Linked DNA regions of Sus scrofa: region 1 is linked to region 2. The links are chromatin contacts, called in public Hi-C maps. All regions are on one chromosome and are shown on one strand. The core of a region is the stretch at or near the end of the contact, and the rest is flanking DNA. Distances in the headings are between cores, read along the strand shown. Region 1 holds the start of KIF20B (kinesin-like protein KIF20B). Region 2 overlaps SLC16A12 (monocarboxylate transporter 12).

What was found. A called contact is a pair of places that touch in the nucleus more often than the background predicts.
Region 1: a contact with region 2 is called in a Hi-C map of embryonic fibroblasts, with 4 times the contacts expected there. The contact joins the promoter of KIF20B here to the enhancer-like site in region 2. A contact is called at or near these places in 11 of 47 Hi-C or Micro-C datasets (alveolar macrophages, brain, embryonic fibroblasts and 6 more) and 1 of 2 datasets of contacts at active chromatin or transcription factors (skeletal muscle).

The regions. Positions count from the first base shown.
Region 1 is chr14:101,507,532-101,514,076 of Sscrofa11.1, reverse strand. It overlaps KIF20B (kinesin-like protein KIF20B), which reads right to left and starts at 1,392. Exons shown (of 32, transcript XM_021072622.1): 1 at 1,256-1,392. It overlaps PANK1 (pantothenate kinase 1), which reads left to right and starts at 1,579. Exons shown (of 10, transcript XM_013983537.2): 1 at 1,579-1,638; 2 at 1,920-1,988; 3 at 5,840-5,989.
Region 2 is chr14:101,268,365-101,275,708 of Sscrofa11.1, reverse strand. SLC16A12 (monocarboxylate transporter 12) reads left to right here. Exons shown (of 7, transcript XM_013983535.2): 7 at 1-1,717. Among named protein-coding and RNA genes, the nearest start is that of IFIT1, 35 kb to the right of the region's middle. Within about 2 kb of position 2,333, at least 9 of the 83 cell types and tissues checked have an H3K27ac peak or open chromatin away from gene starts, as enhancers often do. A contact at or near this core is called in embryonic fibroblasts, where this site is marked.

The DNA of each region.
Region 1 (6,545 bases), core at 143-2,642, 240 kb before region 2:
TCTTGAGGGCAAGGACCTTGTCTTATACTACTCTGTATCCCCTATAACAAATTCAGATAGATGTAGTGATAAAGACTCCCTGCATAGGAGCTTAAACAGTAATACATAAGATCCTCTATAGAAAAGAAAAAAATTGGTCCTACTCTTTCTACTCTTTTAGTGGTGTTATCTTTAGCAACAGCAAGGTTTAAGATCTCATTTCTCGTCCCCATGACTGAGAAAGCGCATCTTTTATCTTCTCTCTAGTGGGATCTCATGGCTGAAGACGGATGAAAAAGAAAATCTACTACTTAATGAAGTTACTGAATGTCATCCACAAAATATAGCCTCAAAAAAAGTCTTTACAACTAATTGATGAAGTCTCAGGTCTTGCACATCTAATAAAATGTATATATACACTGCTTTGCAGCTTCGGAGTAAACATGCTACCTTGTTTTAAGAACAGAAACTAACCTGAATTTAATTACTCTGGGGATTAAAAACAAGTCACGAGTCACGAAATTTTGTCAACTAGTCCTTCAACAAGGAATATTAGAGAACTGCACCAGGCAGGAATCACGAATCAAAAAGTAGAATGAGATGGGGGAAACTTTTCAAACTGATATATGACAGCAGTCATTGCACGCGCCACACACGCCCCCTTCCGCTTAGCCCAGCAAAGCCCAGCAAGGGCTAACCCCAGGCAACGGCAGCAGCCTAGAAATAGCTGCACTGGTGACCACCACAACACTCCCCTTCCCGCCCCACAAATGAGACCGTGTCGTTTGATGAGCAAACGACACGGTCTCATTTGTGGGATTCGGGACACTATATCTGGCAATGGAGGCCTGATCCTCAATAACAGCAGCAATGATAAGAAAAGTATCAATGATTCCAAGTACATAGTGCTTACTATACACACCCGCACTGTTTCTAACAGCTTTACCTATATCACTTTATCCTCATGAAAGCCCGAAGCGGTAGGTTCTAGTATTACTCCCTTTTAACAAATGAAATTCAGGCCCGGAGAGATTAAAGCTAATAAGCCGCGAAGACGAAATTTAAATCTTAACTGCAGTAAATTGGCTCAACCCTCCAATGAGCACCAAGATCCCTAGGCGTCCTCATCATTCCGCAGCCCAGTTCCAGAGTAAACTCAAAGGCGTCACAAGCCCCGTGGGAAGGTGCTGAGGTGCTGAGCACCTCACTGCCTGAGGCCTTTCCCCACCTCATCTGGTTTGTACGCAGTCCCCAACCGCCTTCCTCGCACCCTCACCTGCAAACGTAATCCTGCCGCCCGACCTGCGAGCTGCACTAAGTTATTTTCGTTTTTAAATTCAAACAATGGCGGCCAGGACCCCGCACTGCATGTTGGGAGTAGGCGGAGCTTCGGGAAAGACGCCAGGGAGGCGCCAAGGACTCACGCTATGAGCTTCCTGCCAACTCCCGGGAGAAGCTTTCAAATCTGGGGGCGGGTCTCTGAATGCTGGGCGACCAATGGGCGGAGGCGGAGGGAGAGCGGCCAGTGGGCGGGGTTTCCTGCGGGGCTCCTCTCGCGGGGTTGGGTAGTGCGCTGCCTAATGTGCCACCCTCTGTTGGCTGCGCGGTTAGTCTCCAGGTCCATCCTGGAGCAAGTAAAAACGTGGCGAAGGCCCGGAGGTGAGACTGCTGCCACTGCACTTAGCCCCGCGACTCCCTTAGGGACTGGCGGAGGAATGGCGGGCTACTCACTACCCTACTTTGTCCCTGCGGGCCGGAACAGGCTCTGCATCTGGGGAGCCGCTGGGAACGAGAGCTGCAGAGGGTCACTTCCTCTGCATGATCCTACCTGTCGTCCAGAGCGGCACTTGTGGATGAAACAGATTATTCCTAGGATAGCTTTTCATAAGCGTTCTTTATTTTTTGGTTTTGATTTTTGCCTTTCTGAAAATATAAACCAGCTACCGCTGAGAGGCGCTGTACTGTGACTATCTTCCTTGCCTAGGCAAGGTCTTTGCCTTGCCCAAAATGTAAGTGCCACTGTATCTTCTCTGCGTCTTTTAAAGTGATCCTCTTCTTTTGAAGCGTGTTATTACAGTCATATAGGAAGTATTTAGGCCGTCTCTCCCTGCTGTACTTCATTTTAAAGAAAAGTAACTGCTAACGTTAATTGTTTACCTTGTGCCGTGCTAAGCGTTTAAAATTGATTGTCCTACTGATCCTGAGAACAACCTGTGAGGTAGGTATTATTATTATGTCTTTTTTATAGATTGCAAGGAAACTGGGTTCATATGGTTAATTTGCTCAAGGACATACATCTATTAATGGTGGAGCTGAGATTTTAAACCGACCTGAATGAATTCAAGCCCCACCCGCTCACATGTGGTCTTTATTTTCGACTCTTATTGGTTGGTAACATTTGCAGAATAGTACCTAGTTTGATGAGCTTACTCTCCTCTTCCTTTTATTCTGTGTTTATATTTCCCATAACCTCCCCCTATCCTCTACAACTTCTCACTGTCTCCTCATTCATTTTGCCTTCTTTCTCCACAAAATAATCATATTTGAGGTGAGCCAGTGTGGAATAAAGATGAGGATTCAGGGCCAGGAATGAAAATGAACAGAGAAAGTAGGTGTGAAAGGGAAGAAAGGAGAAAAGATAAAGTAAAAACTGTTTTACGGTTCAGGCTGAAACTTAAGTCTTTAGGGACCTCTATGTCAAGGTAAGTCTAACCCTAACTCTGTACTTCCTTCCATGCCTTGTCATGCCTTTATTGCTTTTACTAGTTGTTACTGGTTTCAGCTCTTGAGCCCTCCAGATGCTACATTTATTTATTGTTCAACAAGTATTTATTGAAAACCTGCTATGCTTCAAACACTAGGCTAAGAGTTGGTGAAACAGTGGAGGAGAGCTAGCAGAACAGACCCTAACGTTCAAGGAGCTTATAGTCTAATAACTGAGAAAACATTGCAAAAACAAAAAGACAAATAATTGAGAAATTACAGCTGTAACGGAGTTTAAAAAAAAAAAAGAAAGGAGTAAGCACTCCAGGCATAGGGAACATAATACCAGGCACAGGGGCGGGACAGATGCAACATCCAGTGGATTCTCTGATTTTTTTTTATTCTAGCTCCCAGGAACATTCCACACAGTTAAATGTTTCAGCCTTAAAATACTCTTCATTTGGCTTTTAGGTCAGCAAAATGTTACTCTCTCTTTGTTTACTCTTAACCCCCCTAACCTCCTTTTCTGTCTCTTCTACCTAAGATCTAAATTATGGGAATCCTTAGAGCTTGGCCCTGAGCTTCCCCCTCCCCACCAATTTTTCTCTCTACAGTCTTTTTCTTGGCAACCTCATCAACTCCAATGGATTTAAATACCTTTTTTTTTTTTTTTTTTTTGTCTTTTGCCTTTTCTAGGGCCACTCCCTCAGCATATGGAGGTTCCCAGGCTAGGGGTCTAATCGCCAGAGCCACAGCAATGCGGGATCCAAGCCAAGTCTGCAACCTACACCACAGCTCAAGGCAACACCAGATCCTTAATCCACTGAGCAAGGCCAGGGATCAAACCCGCAACCTCATGGTTCCTCATCGGATTCGTTAACCACTGAGCCACGACAGGAACTCTGGATTTAAATATCTTTATACCTATGACTCCTAAATTCCTTATCCTTCTCAGACCTGTGAGCTCCAACCAGGGGCAAATATCTCATTATCCACTTAAGTTCTCCACTTAGATGTATAAGAGAGATTGCCAAATTAATATATTAAATATGGATCCTTGATTTTCCTTTCTAGAACGAAAATCCCCTCCTCCCTGATCTCTGACTCAGTAAATGACACCACCATGTATCTACCCAGTTATTCATGAGAAAGAATAATTTTTGAGTCCTCCTTTTCCTTCACCACTCATCCACTTCATAAACACATGTATCTGTTTGTTGTTTTGTGTTAAATGAAATAAATACTCCTTTCCCTTTTCATTGCCCAGACCATTACAGCATCCCAACTGCTTCAGGTCCTGTTCCCTACGTGGAAGTTCCCAGCGAGGGATTGAACCTGTGTCACAGCCACAACCCAAGCCACTGCAGTGACAACACCAGATCCTGCCACAAGAGAGCCTGAATGAATGAGTTCTTTTTTTTTTTTTTTAACTGCAGCATGCAGAAATTCCCTGGGGCCAAGGATCGAACCTGAGCCACAACAGTGTCAACACCACTGAATTCTTAACCTACTGAGGCAACTCCCAGTGATTATTTCTTAATTAGGGAAAAAGGGAAAAGATAATTTTACAATATAGAGATTTTTTTATTACATATACCTTAGTCAAGTGAGGAAACAGCATCAGCAAAAACAGGACAGTCTCTCACCTGGTACTGTTTGTGCCAGAAATATTTTACTTGAATCTCATCAAGAGCGAACAATCAGAAAGGAAAAAGAATGTAGAGTATTTTACAAGACAGCAGACCTAGGCTCTTCAAGAATGTCAGGGTTGGAGTTCCTGCTGTAGCGCAGTGGGTTAAGAATCTGACTGCAGTGGCTTTGGTTACTGCAGAGGCACAGGTTCGATCCTGGGCCAGGCACAGTGGGTTAAAAGACCTCACAGAGTGTAGTGCAGTGTGGGTTGCAGCTATGTCTCAGATTTTGTTTCTGGTCCGGAGACTTCCATGTGCCGTGAGTGCAACCATTAAAAAAAAAAAGTCAGTGTTAGGGAAAGAGAAAAACAAAAGGTAGACGATTGCTTTAGTCAGGAGACAGATGTTGCTAAGTGAAATCTGGGAATCTTGATTGGTTCATTGATTTTTTTGTAAAAAAGAAACTGCAGAAAATATTTTGTGGACATTTGGGGGAATTTAAATATGGTCTACAGAATAGATGCTATTGAATTAGTCTTGAATTTGAGGCATGTGATAATTTGTGACTGTGTAAAAGAAGGACTTTGTTTTTGGAAGATATTTGCTGTTAACAGCAAAGTATCACAGTGTTTGCAACTACTTACCTGCAAAAGATTTGGCCAAAAAAAAAAGAAAGAAAGAAAGAATGTTAGGGAGAACAAAATTATAGAGAACAGAGAGAAGAAAATACAACAACAAAAAAAGCCAATGTGGCAAGAAGTCAGTAAATTGTGGATCCAGATAAAGGGTATAACGATATACATTGTGTCATTCTTTCAACTTTTAAAAATAGCTTTGAGCTTTTCTAAAAAGAAGAAGGAAAAAAAATGCTGATTCTTTACAGTGACTTACCAGGCTCTGCAGGATCAGGCAGCAGCCAGTCTCACTCCTCTCTTAACTTTGTGCAATGAGGTGATCTGCTCGGGGTACCTCGAACACACCAGATTCTCCAGCCTATATGAACCTTTACATGGCTTCCCTCCACCTAAATTCTCTTCTCCCCATTTATCATGTGGCTCACTTGTCTTCCTCCTTTAGATCTTATCTATCTTGTTACCTTCTTAGAGAAGACTTTCTCTCTCCCTTATCCCAAATTATCCTCTTTTTTAATTTGCAGGCTCAATTCCACTTCCATACATATTACAACCAACAATTATTATATTTTATAATAATTATTATAGGTCTGGTTTTTGTTGTCATTGTTGTTTTCCCACCTCCTAAAAGGTAAGTGCTCTGTGTACAAGAATTGTGTTTCTCTTAGTCACTGATGCATACTCGATGACTCCATAAATACATGGTGGTGATCAGAGAGATACTTGCTGAACAGTGAATGATGGCTGGTGTGGCTGGGATGGAGACAAGGCCAGATCCTACAAGACTTAGCTAAGTTACTGATTTGGGTCCTTATTCTAAGAACAATGGGAAACCAATGAACTGTTTTAAGCATGAGCACAATACTGTACAATTTGCCTTTGTGTTTTGAAAAGGTTAATCTCCTGGAGCAGAGAATAGAGGCAGCCAAGAAGAATGCTGATGAACCAGTTAGGAGACTCTTGCAGCCATCACAGCAAGAGATGATGTTAATGTGATCCTGGGAGAAGGCCCAGCAAATGCAGAAAACTGGTCAGATTCCAGAGGTATTTTTTCCTACGTTTTCCATTTCAGCACCAGCCAACGTGTCTTCCTTTAGAAGCACAGAGCTCGCTTGACTGGGAGATGCTTAAGATTTAGTCCCCATTCCTAATAATTCCATCTGTCCCCTTGAAGTAAACATTAGCATAAAATGAAAAAATTGCTAAGTTTCATCAAGCTGATTTCACAGCCTCTATTGGTAGTAATAACTAACTTTCTGTGTGCCAGATACTATTCTAAGCACTTTAAACTCATTCAATCCTGGATACCCTATGAAGTATTTTGTTATTAGTATCTCACATTTAACATAGCAGAAAACTGAAACATGGCTCTTGTGAGGAATAGTAGAGGTATATACTACATGGAGGTGTTGGGTTTAATGAAGGTAATATTTGTAAAGTATTTATAAAAGTGCCTGGCACATGTTAAATAATAACTTTTTATATAAAGAGTGAACAGTGGAATTGGAATTGGAATCTAGGTAGTTTGGCTCTAGCGTCTGTGCAGTTAACCATTGTATTCTACTGCCTCTTAATGTTTGGACTGAACACCTCCGGAATT
Region 2 (7,344 bases), core at 1,084-3,583:
ATTGCTCCTTATCACTCTACAGATAATCCTTAGAAACTTGGACCTTTTCAGCTGAATGAGGAGGCTCAGGGGTTAACCCCAGCATCATAACACTTTCACAAATTACAGCTGTGATCAGCGAGAGGAAGGACAAAGTTAAGACTGTTAGTGGAAGGATGTTCCACAGTTTATAGAGCTCTTCCACATACATACCCTAACTCATTGGATTGGAATAGTTTACTCATTCCGAAGTACTCCACTTTCCTGTGGTTAGGGATAAAGTCTTCAGATTGAAGAGGGAGGGCTTGGGGAGAAGAGAAAGTCTTGGTCCCCTGCCTGTCTCCAACCATTTAAAATCCTCTAAATTATAACACTGAATCCCAAGTCATGTTGAACTTGTAAATAGGGACAAGTCATACAGTTGAAAGGGGATTTCCTTTTAGGGCTGTACCCACGGCATATGGAGGTTCCCAGGGTAGGGGTCAAATTGGAGCTGCAGCTGCCAGCCTACACCACAGCCAGAGCAATGGAGGATCCAAGCCACGTCTGCTACCTACACCACAGCTCATGGCAGCACCAGATCCTTAACCCACTGAGTGAGGCCAGGGATCGAACCCACCTCCTCATGCATTACTAGTCGGATTGTTTCTGCTATGCCACCACAGGAACTCCTAAAGGGGATTTTAATTGTTCAAAAATTTAAATCTGAACCTCAAGGAAGTATTTTTGACTCTGAAAAGCCAGGGGAGTCCTCACAAATGCCCTGCCAGGGGTCCCGAGAGGAAAAACGCAGCTATGGGGAAGATGCTGGCTTGACTCGGCAAGTTCAGCAAGAGTCTTGGCCTAAAACTGGATTATTTCAAAAAGTTACATATTAATGCATTGTTTTCGGAATGAAATGCTAACTTAATTTGGTGGCAGAAAACTAATATTTCATAGGTGTTTTCCAAAAAAAAGAAATTTGAATGTTTCCTGTTATCTTTATACTTCTTTTGAGAATTTAGTGTGAAACCACTTACTTTGTCATTTGCAATTTAAAAACAATGTTTGAGAAAATCTGTATAAAGCCAAAGTTAAAATGAAGTTATATGTTTTGGGAATAGCACTTTACAGTAAATGTCACTTCTTGAATCTTCAAACCTAAATATTTTTTGAAATAGAAATACAGCTATTCTTCTACATTTTTTTTTCCTAGTGATGATCATAGTAAAATTTTATCTGGTTCCGCAATGTGATTTCTTTAAAGTATTATAAGTATTCATGAAAAATGAGCAGAGAGATCAGAGCTTTTAAAAATTTGTATAAAATATTTGGGATATTCTGACTTTATACATGCATACCTTTGTATTTTACTTTTCTTTGGGGAGCGGCATTTTTCAAAAACCAGTAAGGAAAATGTAGATCTTGGAGATTACCCTTGCTATCTAAATGGAATTTTACTGTTAACTTCCAGGTGCCTATACTGTTTATTTCAAAATGCAGAGATTCCTGGGAATGATGTGTTTTGTGGAATCAAGAGCAAAATTGTGGTGGGATGATTCTGCATCTTAAATTTTTCTTTGTATCACTGCAAGCTCTATTTTGAAATTGAGTAGAAAAGCAAAAGAAATAGGTAACTTCCGTAGATCCACTGTACCATTTGGCCTTTTTTTCAGATTGTGATTTCACTAATAGAGCAGATATTTATGATAATATTTTCTTATTTCAAAAGCATAATAAAATGAGTTTATAACTGTGTTTGGAACTGCTCAAAGGGGACCCTTTCTTGCTGTGAGCTTCCTCCGGTGTTGGCACTGCAAGCTAAAACTCTGCCTTCTTCTCTCCCAGCCCCCCTTGTGATCTCTCTACCTGAAGTTTAAGGAGATGCCAAATATGTGAGAAGTGCTGCTGAATTCTGGAAGAGAGTGATCACTATTACTCATCATTACTCTTAATTATTTAAATGTCAGTGGCCTCTTTGAGGGGTCTGGGATCTAGGGTTGGCCTAAAATTAAGTACAAGGCACTCTGTTTCTGAGAAGTTAATGCATGCCCCACTTAAGATTTGTATTGACATTAAAAGGTCCTGCTCTATCCATTTGCCAGGTCATTTTGCATATGTTGATCCCTTGGACAACCCTTCATCTTTTGGACCACAGTTTAAATGTCACTTCCCTGGAGAGTCCATCCTTAACCATTGCCTCTAGCTAAATGACCTGCCCCATCATCACCACCTTCTTGACTCGTTCCCATAGCCACCCTTATCTTTTCCTTCAAAGAACATATTTTACATATTACATGTTCATTTATGTGTTTATTTTTAAATGTCATCTCTTCCCCCCAAACCACAAGCTTTCTGAGGATAGGGATCGTTCTGACTGACCACTGAGTCCGGTGCCTGATAGGTATTCACTCAATAAATATGTGGAGAATGAAAGAATGAAGACAAACAAATGAACAAATGAAAAGAATGACCGCAGAAACTGCTAAGGAGAACTGTAATGCAGCAAGAATGGGGCTGACTGAGGTCAGATTTGCTTGAAATTGCTCTTGAACCCAGCATGCATAGAGTATGTTAGATATTCCCAAATTCAGCTTAAATGGGTCACAATTTAAGTTATTTATGAGGAGTGTTCCATAAGAAGCTGGAGCTCCAGAGTACTGAGTATCACAGGGCAGGTTTGGGAAAGAGAATACAGGTGGCAAAGAGTTGGTAGAAATATATTAATTAATCAAAACTTTTGACTGAGGCCTGAATAAAAAATGATACAACTGTGTCGAACTCAGATAGGCTTAGTTAAATAGCTCTCTTGTGCTCAGATTGAGTGGGAGGCCCAGGCCTGAGACACTGCCCATGCAAGGGAGCTCTGGAAAATTCAGAAAATGTGGAGCACGTGAGCCTCATGTGTGAAAAGATGGGGTTTTGGTTACAGGGACCACACAAGCTGCTTTTTTTTTTTTTTTTTTTTTTTTTTTTTTTTACTTTACACCAAAATCCTGTGCCAGGGTTTGGCTAGGAGCAGAAGTCCCTATCTAGAGTCTAGCCCAGACCTGTGGCAGGCCTCATAGGGCATTACTGAAAATCACGCCACATGCTGGCAGACATTTTTAAGAGTTGGTGAGAGGAGTTAATCAACCAATAACTTTTTATCTAGCACCACCTTGTAATCTGGTGCCACGTTATATATGGTGGGAAATTCAGAATACGCATACCAGGATCTCAAGTGTACTGCCTAATTGGTAAATTGAAACTAACACAGATGGGAACAATCCCAGGCTGTTTTTAAATGCTGACTCGAGGCTAAGGGCACTGCAGCCTCTGGGGGTTAGGAGAGGAAGAATTCATGATGGACTGGAGAAATGTGTGAGATGGTTCCCAGGAACCCAGGTATGGATTTGAAGGGGTTGGGATCAGCCTCTACTTTTTTCAGGGGAAGATGCCCGGGAGTAAGGGAGAAGGCTGTGGGGCAGATGTTTTATGTGGCGACCTGGGATTCCAGCAGATACTTAAGGCTGATGCCAAACCAGACACAGGCTGACCCTAATAATTGTTCTGGCTAGGGCATGCAGAGGGTGTCTGGGACTTTTGGGACTGCTGGGACTTGGGTTTGTGTTTGGCTTCTCTTAAATAAAAACAGGGATTTTTTAAGGCATTGGGTTATACTTTAATAATTATCTCTCAACTTGGAGTTCCTATTATGGCTCAGTGGGTTATGAACCCGAGTAGGATCCATGAGGATGTGGGTTCTATCCCTGGCCTCACTCAGTGGGTTAAGGATCCTGTGTTGCTGTGAGCTGTGGTGTAAGTGGCAGACACAGCTTGGATCCTGCTTTGCTGTGGCATAGGCCAGCACCTGCAGCTCTAATTCAACCCCTAGCCTGGGAACTTCGATATGCCGCAGGTGTGGCCCTAAAAAGACAAAAAAATTATCTCTTAACTCTAAAAAGGAATCATTTGTAAGTTTTCTCTTCTTAAAGGGTTCAGAGATTCAGGAAAGTTGGGGGTTTGGTTTTTTTTTCTTGCTTTTTTTTGAACTGTATGTTAGGCAACATTGCCATCTGCTGGAACTAGTGAGACTAACTCCCAAAAGTTGGTGATGCCTCTAATTCCAGTTTAGTTGAGCAAGGCCAGCTTTAGACCAAACATTAAAGTTTGTCATTTCCTTCTTTTCTCTCCCCCAATTCCTAGTCATTACCCATCCCACAGTTATCTTCTTCCTCTTGCAAGTAAAATAAAGATGCAGGGATAAAGATGCTGTGTTGTATTTTTTCAGTATTTTGATGGCCTAGGTCACTTCTCTGTGACCTAGGCCATCAAAATAAATGATTATTTTAATTGACTTGACTAGGAATAGCCATAGGTAAAATTTAACATGAAAAAAAGATTTTTGAGCTCTCTGCTTTTCCTTGGGAACCTAGATTGCCGTCCTGGGTCCTATTCTTGGTCCCCCTCTAATGTGTTAGTTGCTTTGCTATGGGTTGAGAAAGGATTAACTTAAACATGTGAGACAAAATCTCAAACACATATCAAAAGTCAGGTTTTCAGAAGTGTTGAAACCAAATGATATAGAGGAATGAATGCATTCTGTGTAATTTGGAGACTTAAAACATCATGCTTATTATACTGAATAAAAATTATGACAGATTTAGCAATTGGATTTACTTTAAATGTGTAATTCCTATAAAATTGTGAGGCGGTATTTATTTGTAACAATTGCCTTCAAAGGAGAGTGTATCTTGTTAAAACGAAAGGCTCTTTTGTTGAACTAAGCAACTTGATGAATTTGGCTATGTGTAACTGAGACTGTAGCTGTATGTGAGGATAAAAGAGAACTAAATTACTCTGTTTAAAGAGCATGGGAAAAAAAAAAAAGAAAAAGAAAACGGTAGAAGTCCCTATTGTGGCTCAGTGGGCTAAGTACCTGAGTAGTATCCATGAGGATGTGGGTTTGATCCCTGGCCTTGCTCACCAGGTTAAGGATCTAGCATTGCGGTGAGCTGTGGTATAGATTGCAGACACAGCTTGGATCTGGCCCTGCTGTGGCTGTGGCATAGGCCGGCAGCTGCAGCTCAGATTCGACCCCTAGCCTGGAAACTTCCATATGCCAAAAGTGAAGCCATAAAAAGCAAAAATACAAATACAAGAAAGCAAACAAACAAAAAAAAACCTTGGTAGAATTGGTTCTTAATTTCAGAAGAGTAGAGGTAGGGAAGGAAATAAGGCCCAAAATCATGGCAAGAGGAAGGAATATCAATAAACGGTTGAGGGTATTTCCTCCTTTTCTTTTTTTCTCTATTTACCTCAATCTCTCTCTTTTTTTCTCTTTCTTTCTCTCTCCTCATCACCTCTCCCTCATTCCTTCTAGACTTTCTCCCTCTCTCTTTAAAAAATAAGTGATTATTTAGGATTAATTTTTTTCTTTTTTGGCCACCTGCAGCATATGGAGTTCCTGGACCAGAGACTAGATCCCACCCACAGTTGTGACCTACGCCGCAGCTATGACAACGCTGGATCCTTACCCACTATGTGGGGCTGGGGATTGAACCTGTGTCCCAGTGCTCCAGAAACACCACCACTGACCACGCTGTGCTACAGCAGGAACTCCAAATTTTAAGTTATAGATTCTTCTCTCCTGAAGCCTTATCAATAAAAGGTTTTTCTATACAAATCACCTGTAAGTGGTTTTCATTTTTGGTGTTTGTTTTTTATGTTTGTTGTTGTTTGTTTTGGTGAGACAGAAGCATAAAGTTACTGGAGTTAAGGTGTATAGAAAAGAGAAAGCATATGAAGAGAGGTGAAGCTACTCTTTAAATTAATATTCAGTGCAGCTCAGAGCCACTTTCAAAGTTCATGGCTTGGAGGCTGAAGGCAAACCCAGGTGTATTTCGGGGCAGGTGAACCCCGCCTGTTAACGGAGGAGGGAGTTACAGCATCCCCATCCCGTGGCTTCTTGTGGTGTTCACCACATTGGGTGAAGGTTCTGATTCTGGTTGGTGTGTGCATGGGATACACCCAGGACAAAGGACTAGGTTTACTGCTTCTTCAACCTTCCAAAGTAGGTTTGCTTCTTTTTTTGAGGAATTTATTCCAAACCTCTGATTTCTAACATCCAACTCTTAAAGTCCTTCCTTTAGATTGAGTCTGTTAATTTCTCAGGCCATTCTCTCTAGGGGTTTCACAGCAGCTTTTAATCCCTTTCATAATGCCTTCTAGGGAGTTTTGGGACTTATGTGAAAGTGCTGGGTGACCTATTATAGAATGTCTGAGCTTCACGTGATCCTCTGCAGCATTCTCCTACAGTCTTAAAACGTTGGTCCTATCTTCCCACATCTTTCATTCCAAATTTTAAGACTATTTAGAAAATACTGTATAGTGGTTAAATGCTAGACATCCAGGGTTTGAATCCTTTTTCTACCTCTTATTAGCTATGTGACTTTTGGCTTACTTAATCTAAATTCCAGTGTACTCATACTCAAAAGGAACTAACAAAAGATGCCTATCTATAGGCATTTTGTGAGGGTAAGTTTAATACATGTAAGCCACCTACAACAGCACCTAGCACATATTATATACTATGTAGCTCTGAGTTAGCTATGACTATTCATATGTTTCAGTCTACATATGTGGCTGAACTATCATTCCCTCTTTTCTAGGGCTTTGTTTCAACCTGATGGTGAGTTAGGGACATGCTTAGAGGAAACTGACCTATAGGCTCATTTGTGAACTCTTATGTGTTCATCTCTCTCTTTCTTTACCCCCACTCCCTTTTAGCCTTTGATGTTGGAATGGAAAAAGCTTAAATAGGAATGCTTTTTTTTTTTTTTTTTTTTAAGGCCACACCAGCGGCACATGGAAGTTCCCAAGCCAGGGACTGACCTGAGCCACAGCTGTGACCTATGCTGCAGTTGTGGCAACAATGGATCCTTTAATCAATTGCCTGGGCTGAGGATCAAACCTACACCTTCAGAGCAACCCTAGCTGATGCAGTCAGATTCTTAATCCACTGTGCCACAGCAGGAACTCAAGCAATGACTTTCTCTGAAGGTCAGTAAAGGCTAGGGTTTTCAGTGTCTTCAGTGTTCAATCCAAGTGACATCAATCCATGCTTGCTTCAGAGCTTGTTGTGCTCAGTCTGCCTAGGGGCCATCATGAAAGGAGACATTGGTATTAGGGGTGGGTGAAAGAAAATGGTATGTTTAAACTTAAAATTATCAGTTTCAGGGGACATAAGGCAACGGTCTCCAAATACTTCATATGTGTAGTAGACATTTGGCTTTTGGCTACTCAGCATCACTTGACTTCCAATAACAGCCATATATGTATTTGATAATTCGTCTCTTCAAATTTATCTCTAAATAGTTGTAAATTTTAGGAAGGCAAGCACAA